Linked DNA regions of Mus musculus: region 1 is linked to region 2. A link is a contact called in public HiChIP or PLAC-seq data. All regions are on one chromosome and are shown on one strand. Each heading gives the region's core, a stretch centred on a gene start, on an enhancer-like site or on the middle of the called end of the contact. The rest is flanking DNA. Distances are from core to core; before and after follow the strand shown. Region 1 overlaps Prlr (prolactin receptor). Region 2 has its middle 95 kb from the start of Prlr.

Region 1 (4,611 bases), core at 1,260-3,759, 230 kb before region 2:
AAAATTATATTTTTATTAATTCTTTGACATTTCTATATATGCATATGATATATTTTGAATGCATTAACCCCCATTTATCTCTCTAACTCTTCCCAGATCTAGCCCTTATCGCTACCATTTCTCTCTCTGTGTCTATGTCTCTCTGTCTCTGTCTCTCTGTCTCTGTCTGTCTGTCTGTCTCTCTCTCTCTCACACACACACATACATACATACACACTCATGGACACATATATACAAAGTGTGATTTGTGCTCTTTATATACTTATGAATATCAAGCTACCCATTGGCTTCTGCTTGACATACCAGGGGCCATGCACTTAAGAACAATTTATTCTTAGTTCTTGAAGCTTCCAGCTGTTAATAGTACTTCACTTAGATGTGGGGATTTAGGAGCCCCTCACATCTCCGCGATAGACTGTTATCTGGCTTGATCTTTTGCATGTCATGGTGAAATTATGAGTATCATGGTGCTGCCATGTGTCCAAAAGACAATGTTTCATTCTAGTTTCCCTGGATCTCTGGCTCTCACAATCTTTCTATCCCTTCTCCCAAAATAGCCCCTGAGCCTTTGTGTGTGAGTTCAATGCAGATGTCCTACCTATGGCTGAACAATCTACAGATTAATGGTCTAGTATCTTGTAATTCTCCCTTTTGCTGTTTACTGACTCTCAGTCTTAGTCTCCTTTTGTATTTATGCCCTGACCTCCTTTCTTTTTTTCTTTTTCCGGGCAGGTGACCTTGTAGTTCTGCAGATTTTCACAAAGCGGTATGGTAAGAGAAAAGATAGAGGGTCATTCCACTCTGAGTGGGGAGAGCTGTTCCCACTCTCAGGCTAGAAGAAAGAAGGTAGGCAGGATGTGAGGTGGCCAACGGTATGAGATTTTTCACTTGCTTAATCTCCAGAACTCTTTGCAAGCTGATCTCCAATTCTCATGTTTGGTTGTTATGTTGAAAGGAACAGAATAATGCTGGGATTTTGTCATGATGCTGTCGGCTTGGAAGGCCAATTATAACTGATGGTATATCTTATTTTCCACCCCCCCCCCCATTTTGCCTTGGTGTTAGCAGCTCAGGGGTCTTCTATATGTTCCCCCACATTTATTCAATTTTTCACAAAGGCTCACAGGTAGGAACTTTAGCTACTCACCCATCCAGCAGATCAGGTCAGGGGAATCATGGCAAAGGGATCTGTATGAACAGGAACCACATTTCTGTACGAAATGTGTTAAGGAAGAACTTAATGGATGATCTAGTATGGTGTACCAAATGGGGCCATGGGCTGGCCAGCAAAGCATCACAGTAGCTTAGAACTGCTGAAAAGAATCTGTGTGAGCATTGTGTGGATCTACCAATATTTGGAGCATTGTTCATCCTCCAGGGAAGATTTTGTCAGGATAGTGCTTTTGGGAGTCATTGCAAAAATACAAGGTTTCTTTTGCTTGTTTTATTCTGCCATGGGTGAGGAGAAGCAAATTATGTAGAGAGAAATATTCATTAAAAAATCTCATCAATCCTAGGAGGCAGAGGCAGGCAGGTTTCTGAGTTTGAGGCCAGCCTGGTCTACAGAGTGAGTTCCAGGATAGCTAGGGCTACACAGAGAAATCCTGTCTTGAAAAACTAAGCAAGCCAAACAACCTTCTAGGGGGGAAAGGTAAGGCTGTGAAATGATGTGAAATGACAAGTAGTCAAATGTTACTTTCATGTCCCTAGAGGAAACAAAGTTTATGGACTATCTCAGTGCAATACAAGGGATATGATACAAGTCCAAGAAATGCAGACACTTGCCTATGCTGATTCCATATACACAGATAATGCATAACATCCATATAAACATATCCAGAGAGAAATACAAGCAAAGGCATAATGATGGCAATATATTGGTACACACACACACCCCATATATATACACACATATGTACACGATATACACAGAGGTTACTCATTGGTATTCACATATACACATATATTCACACAGAAGCATTTATAGCCCAGTACTATAAACAGTTGGTATGTACATTGTTACATTCAGAAGTACACATGTCCAGAAAGACATAGAAGTAGATAGGGAAACCTATGTAGATAATCACACAGCTTTTCATTTAGCTCTGAATTTTGTTTCTCTGAGTTGCACACATACTGGAAGTGGCTGCACTTCTTTCTCACCTTGTAATAGCAATCCTGTGTGTTATTTTATGGTTGTCCAAAGGTATTTTCAAATGCATTAATCCATCTGAACTATGTGAAATATAACTATCCTCCTTTGGAGAAATTAAAACCACGGAGAGACACACAAGTGGTTCAAGTCATGTAGCTGGCAACTGTAAGAACCTGGATGGCAAGTCCATCTCCAGTGCCCTCTCAGTGCCCTCTCAAAATGGGGATGGAAGAGAGGGGGTGCATGATAAGATCAGGCATTAATTTTAATGCAGAAGTGTGGCAAATAATTTAGTAGCAGCACATGACCCAGACGTCTTCCTTTCTCACAGCTGCATTGCAACAGACAGAGACAGCCTCTCCACCCCCCCCCCCCCCCCCCCCGATAAACACTTCAGGCAAGGAGAGCAAGAAGAGAGTCTCTTACCATTCAGGAGGCTGATGCTGAGGACAAGCAGCATGTAAGCAAGTGCAGATGACATGTTTTGCTTCAGGCTGGCCCTTCTTCTTGCTACAGGCAATAGATCAGAGGCTCCCTGGAAGAGAAAGCACCAGGTGACATTTGTTAAATGACAACCGCTCAGGCACATGCACCATTTACTTTTATTCTGGGTGCTTGCAACTGGTTCTTGCTCCTTGCTTAATGTGAGCGACAAAACAGTGGGAAGAGAATCTAGTAAAATGTAACATGGGATGGCTTGGCTAAGAAGCCCTGATTCACACTTGCTGGCAAAGATTTCACCACAAGAGGTCGTCAGACAACAGTGTAGAGAGTTCAGGGGAAGTCTCTTCAGGAAGACAGTTCAGGCTGTTGGCTTTTTATTTTATTTTATTATATTATTATTTTATTATTTTCTGCATTCATCTTTCCACATGATTGTTTAGCTGTCTAATAGCACATCACCCATTTATATAATATAGACTGTGCTCCCCACAGGAGAACCATTCATGGAGGGTTCTTGCTCCAGTATCCAGAGCATAAACCAGGTCAATTTATCGATCCTGCCAGATTGAGAGTGGGATGGTCAGGGTGGAGGTTCCTGTCTAAGTTCAGGCTGAGAAGGTTCAGGAACTCTCCAGGGATATGGCCATGGCTGTGAAGCAAACCTCATAATGAATTTTAGTGGCCCTCCGTGTGGCTTCTTTCTCCCTTCTGTAAAGCCCCATAACAAGAGACAATGAACAGTAATAATTCAAACCTCTTGGGTTCAGGGTATTAAGTCAATTTTGAACTTGCAGGGCTTGAGAGTTTTGAGCAATTTATTAATATTATTATTTTTACTCTTTGGAACCGTTTTCAAAGCTTCTCAAGTTCCTGCCTTTTTAAGAAAGATTTTAAAGACTTTTTTTATTAAAAAAAAAAAGACTCATTAGTCTTATTAGACTTCAGACAGTGCTCCAAAAAAACAATAGATTTTGATGAACGACATATAAATTTCCAGAAGCACATGGTTTTCATTTCCTTTTAAATTTTATTTTTAAATCAAGGGAAGAACATCTAGGAGGCAAAGTTCTCCGTCATAGACTCTTCAAGCATTGTGAAGAGATGTGTGATGAGCCCCCAGAGGCACAGAATCCATCCTCCTGATCAGGGGATGTGCTCTGTCTGCCAAATACATACCACGCAACGGACAGCTTTCTGAAGGTGTAGAACACCTGCCACTACTGCTGTGGAATCACTCAAAAATAGACATTTTAACGACACTGGAAGCTTGGGGTACGCACATACCAACAAGCGGTGCCCTTCTATCGAATGTTCTGGTTGAGAACTGAATCCAATCCATTAATGGGCTCAGCAAAGTTCTGGAGACCTTTTGCTTGCTTTGCCTAGATTCCTTGCAAATACACATCTAGGTAGCACAGTCTCAATCTAACCTACTTCTTTTAATCTCTCAGGGCCATCCTCTTTAAACCAAGTGCTCAGCAGCTTCTGATAGGTTTTAAATAATGAACTTGTTCTAACAGGCACTGGTGTGAGTTCTTCCATCACTTGAATTTTATTTTGTCTTTTTCATGGCCTCATAAGGAGACATTGGTTTCCACCAGCTCGGTTTAACAGGTACAGAGACTGAGTGTAGAGAGATTTAGTAGACTGTTATCCACACGCTGACAGGAGAGAGAGAAAGAGAGAGAGGGGGAGAGGAAGAGGGAGAGGGAGAGGGAGAGGGAGAGGGAGAGGGAGAGGGAGAGGGAGAGGGAGAGGGAGAGGGAGAGGGAGAGGGAGAGGGAGAGGGAGAGGGAGAGGGAGAGGGAGAGGGAGAGGGAGAGGGAGAGGGAGAGAGATCTGGCAAGTCCCAGAGCATCTGAGAAATCAAGAGTTGTGTGATACCTGTGACAGACAGTGAAACTGACCCTTCTATAGAGTGATACATAAGACAAGAGCAATTGACCCATGGAGAGAAAAATACCTGGTTACATGGGTAAGCAGGAGCCAGAGAGCTAGGGTAGACAGAGGTC
Region 2 (4,602 bases), core at 122-2,621:
ATCTGAACTGTCTGGATGCAGCTTTAGATTATTATTCCTGGAAAATATTACATTAAGAAAAGTGTTGGAGGACTATCAAATGCTGTCTTTTATATGTAGGCCCTAATTATAGTGTGTGTGTGTGTGTGTGTGTGTGTGTGTGTGTGTGTGTGTGTTTATGTTGGTGTGAGTGGGGCAAAGTAGATCATGAGAATGGATAAAGAGAGGTACTGAGGAGGTGTCAGGGTAGTAAGACACATGCAACGTCAAGCCAAAGGGAACTTTTGTGGGGGTTAGGAGGGTACAAAGTGGGTGGTGAGGAGTAAGAAGAAAAGTAAAGGTGACTAGTGAGAAGCGTGTTTTGCTTGAAAATGTCAAAATAAAATGTAACAGTGTGTATGCTAATTAAAAACTTTAGAACCCTGTGCTATTTTAAGGCATGGGATCTTTATCTGTAGAGAGGAATGTTGTTATGTCTGTGAACTTGGTCTTATAGACTGGGACAGAGAAAGCCTGGGAAGGGTGGGAACACAGGCATGGAGAAGTCATAGCCAATGGATGCTTTTTATTCTCCCCAGGAACTAAGTTTATTTCTGAAACAGGACTGGAAATGACTGTTCTCTACAGAACAACTTAGTAAAATAGAGCTATTAAGGTAAATATGTGGAAAGCAGTTACTTTCCTATGTGTTGGTATGGGTTTCTGTCATTTGGATCTTAGCTATTTTCTAACGATCCAGTACAACTTGGGGACAGCCTTTCTTCCTAGATTGCTCTTAATGGATAAAAGTGACAATTAAACCTTAAGTTCTTCAGACCCTTGGTGAATTGACCAAATAAATTAGGTGTGACTTAAACTTGTATGTATTGTGGTGGTTTTAAGGAAAACCACCTCATAAGAGTGGAAGTATTTGAAAGGGTTAGGACCTGTGGCCTTGTTGGAGAAGGTTTGACTTTGTTGGAGGAAGTGTGTCACTCAGGGTGGGTTTGGGGGTTTTAAATGGTCAAGCCAGGCCCACTGGCTCATTGTGGATCCAGATATAGAACTCTTAGCTACCTTTCCAACCTCGTTTCTACCTGTATGTCACCATGCTTCCTGCCATGATGATAATGGACTAAACTCCTGAAACATACCAGACCCAACTAAATGCTTTTCTCAATGAAGTTACTATGGTCATGGTGTCTCCTCACTGCAAAGGAACACTAAGACATGTACCTTATAAGTATGTGTACTACGTTTTAAGGGAATAAATACAGACCCTTTCAAAAGCAAAAAATTTAAAAAATAAAGCAAAAACATCTCATAAAGGGACTGCAATCCACTAAGACTAATTAGTAAATTTGAGCCTTCTCATAACTATTGAAGTGTCAGACATCTGTATCCTCATTCATAATAGGGAGTCCCATGGGTACCATTTAAAATATTGAATTCTACACAAGATGAGAGCCTGGAAACATGTGGGCACACACCAGTGATTTCTTTCTTTTTTCTTTTTCTTTTCTTTTCTTTTTTTTTTTTTTTTTTTACAATGGGAGTTTTTCTGCTGGGAACCCTCAAAGACAAACAAATAAACAACAACAACAAAAAATCCCTGTTGTTATGGATTTCAAGCTTACTCTTTGGTGTCTCTTTGAACAGCTGTAACAGAAAGAGTTTTAAAGTGCTACAGGATTTCCTAGTGGTTGAGAAAAGGAGACATCCTTTGGCTGTAGATCAGTGCACATTTTTCCACAATGAAGGGCTAATAAGTGTGGAGCAGGAATTTCATAACCAGTGAGGAAAGTGAAGTAGAGACAGATATGATTCTCAGGAAGGTGGTTTTGGAGAAGAGCCACCTTTAGCAGTGTCCACAGTGTGCATGTCCCTGGTTCAACACTGGTCAGATCTTTTTAACTCTCAAACTCTCTGTAGATCCTGAAAGATGTTCCAGGTCACACATAGAAACATCTTTAGAAGCCATGGAAAAGGAATTATACTGACAACTACTTGAACCAGTTTCAAAGTTTATGTGGATATTGAGACACCAACATAGCTTGTGAGCTCAAATAAAATATTTCAAGTTTTAATCTTGTACCACTTAGCTCTCTTGGGGCAGCTTTTGTAGCTTTAAATCTCCTCTAGGTCAAAAGATCAAATGCAGTGGTTCATGAGATTCAATTTATATAGCCCTACAAGGTAGCCTGGTTCAAATTATGGTCATATGTTCCATAGTGTTTCAGTTGATGATGGGTTGTGTTTAAAGAATGGTCCCCAGATGCTCATGTGTGAATTTTTAGTCTCTAATTAGTAGAAATGTTGGGGAAGGATTAGGAGGTGTGGCCTTGTTGAAAGACGTGTGTCACTGGTGTCAAAGGACCCATGTACTTTCTCATGTGCTCTTTGCCTTCTACTTCTGTGATGTGAGCTCTCAGCAGTTGCTCCAACTGCCTACCACCATGTCTTTATTCTTTAAGGAATAAACCCAATTAAACTCTTTCTTTTATACATTGTCTTGGTCATGATATCTTATCATATCAATAGAAAAGACTACACGAAAATTACATGTAACATGGTGTCATTACTATATAGCCAAAGGATGTACACAGTAGGGTACATCATCTAATTTTAAGTATATATTTGTAGTTTTACAACAAAATTGCCTGACGATGCATTTTTTGCAGGAGTCATCTGTTATGTTCACTGTTAAATGACACATTAATTATAATTAAAACAAGATGGATTTTAATTATTCAGAAGCCATTAATCTTATTTCAGATGCTCAAATGCCATTTTTGGAGGTCAGGTGTCATGGCACTAATTTCAGTATTTAAAATTTTGGGATAGGAGCATCATAAACTTGAGGCCAGACTGGTCTACATAGAGAATTCAAGGCAGTCTTTATTATAGAGTGAGAAAGCTTATCTTGGTTTAAAAAAAAAGCAAACATACAAATTAACAAGATGGTGTAGGATTATCTTCTTCTACAGTAGATAAGTATTGTATAGAGTATAGAGCATTCTTATTATCACAAAGGATTGGATTAACAAGTTCTGCCAGCCTCCTTCCATGACCATATAGTATCTGAGCACGTTCTAAGGCTGGATACTCATCATTAAAAATATGTATACTTAGGTTAAGTATCATCATCAATACACCACTTTTAGACAATTAAATCTATAAAGTCCTGAGTTTGAATTAATAAAATTGTAGTGGGGGCTAACACTCTGGGGAGCAAGGACTGAACAGGGCAGTCATTGAGATAGTGCAACAGGTAAAGACACTAGCCGTCACATCTGATGACTTGAGTTTGATCCCCAAACGCCCACTTGGTGGAAGGAGACAACAGACTTCCACAGGTTATTCTTTGATCTTCACACGTATAGTGTGTCATGTGCATGCCTGTATCAAACACAGTAAGTAAGTAAGTAAGTAAGTAAGTAAGTAAGTAAGTAAATAAATATAAAAATAAATATCAACTAAAGCTCTGAAGGAAAAGAAACCAACCAACTAAGTTTCTCTATAACCACAAAATAGATGCAAAATAAATAAAGATGCAAGGAAAACATTGTAAAAATAATTAGTATCTAATTATACTTCACCTTAAAAATAATCTAAGCCGTAAATATTTGAAGACTGGTAGAGTAAACCATTAGTGGCCATTGCCTTGAGTTAGAGAACTCAAGAGAATGCTAATGCAAATCAAAAGCACTGCAAATAAGATGTAGTTTTTTTCTTTCTTTGTCCATAGTATATTGTTTCTGCATATGGGTGTCATTATGCATACTGAATATCTCCCTTTTTGTCTTAGGTACCAGTGTGAGAGGTGAGATTTATTGTTTCTCTGCACTGTTGAATGGCTCATCTGAGAAGAGAACTGTAGATAAAGAAGTGTGTGTTACACAAGTTGTGTAGCTCATTATGGCTATTGGTATTTTTTTCTTCTTATTTTTTTCAATTGTCAAATAAGTATTACATATATAATATATTGTGTAACTTCATGAAAGATATGAGTTGTGGAATGACTAAATCAACCTAATTAGTGTACATTTTACCTCACATACGTGAGGTTAGTGATGCATTTAGTCAACAAATGAAAGAAACAGGACAGCCTCTTATTTCTTATCTTCCCATTAATGAAATCACCATCTATCTTCATTAGAGAATTACTTCACAAAGTCTTAAGAAGGTATTTATTTCAGTAATAATAATTAACTTAACCTCAGATCTCCTTTTTAGTAAATAGCCTATACTCTCATAAACACAAAGGAAACCTCACTTGAGTAAATCCCCATCATCTACCCTGGACACCAACTGCTCTGACTGTAGAAGTGGTAAATTTGGTTTGTTGGGTAGGAGATTTCATGCTAAAATACAACTCATAGGATTTAGGTTAGAGGCCCAGGGCTATGCCTCACCTGTGGGATATCTTCAGGCAATGGGAACCTGGCACATTGCCAGTGTGTTAGCAAAATCTTGCAAAATACAGGAGCAGATTTCTTTGTAACCACAAACCCTTCTTGAGTGTCAGTTTACTTAGCATGCAGCAGAGGATTTATCAGGGAGACGGGACAATGAGAAAGTCATGCTCCGTGTTTGCCTCTTGGGTAATGAGAACACATGTTTTGAAAAATGGCGCAGGCACAG

The links. HiChIP or PLAC-seq counts read pairs in DNA pulled down with a chosen protein or histone mark.
Region 1: a contact with region 2 is called in a RAD21 HiChIP or PLAC-seq map of pro-B cells, with 5 times the contacts expected there. The contact joins two enhancer-like sites. A contact is called at or near these places in 2 of 15 datasets of contacts at CTCF or cohesin (large pre-B cells and pro-B cells), 16 of 484 Hi-C or Micro-C datasets (the C10 cell line, Th1 cells, embryonic stem cells and 5 more) and 2 of 115 datasets of contacts at active chromatin or transcription factors (embryonic stem cells and large pre-B cells).

The regions. Positions count from the first base shown.
Region 1 is chr15:10,312,244-10,316,854 of GRCm38.p6, reverse strand. It overlaps Prlr (prolactin receptor), which reads right to left. Exons shown (of 10, transcript NM_011169.5): 3 at 2,582-2,690. The coding sequence starts at 2,636. Among named protein-coding and RNA genes, the nearest start is that of Gm41269, 43 kb to the left of the region's middle. Within about 2 kb of position 2,509, at least 3 of the 459 cell types and tissues checked have an H3K27ac peak or open chromatin away from gene starts, as enhancers often do. A contact at or near this core is called in pro-B cells, where this site is marked.
Region 2 is chr15:10,079,595-10,084,196 of GRCm38.p6, reverse strand. No RefSeq gene overlaps it. Among named protein-coding and RNA genes, the nearest start is that of Prlr, 95 kb to the left of the region's middle. Within about 2 kb of position 1,371, at least 2 of the 459 cell types and tissues checked have an H3K27ac peak or open chromatin away from gene starts, as enhancers often do. A contact at or near this core is called in pro-B cells, where this site is marked.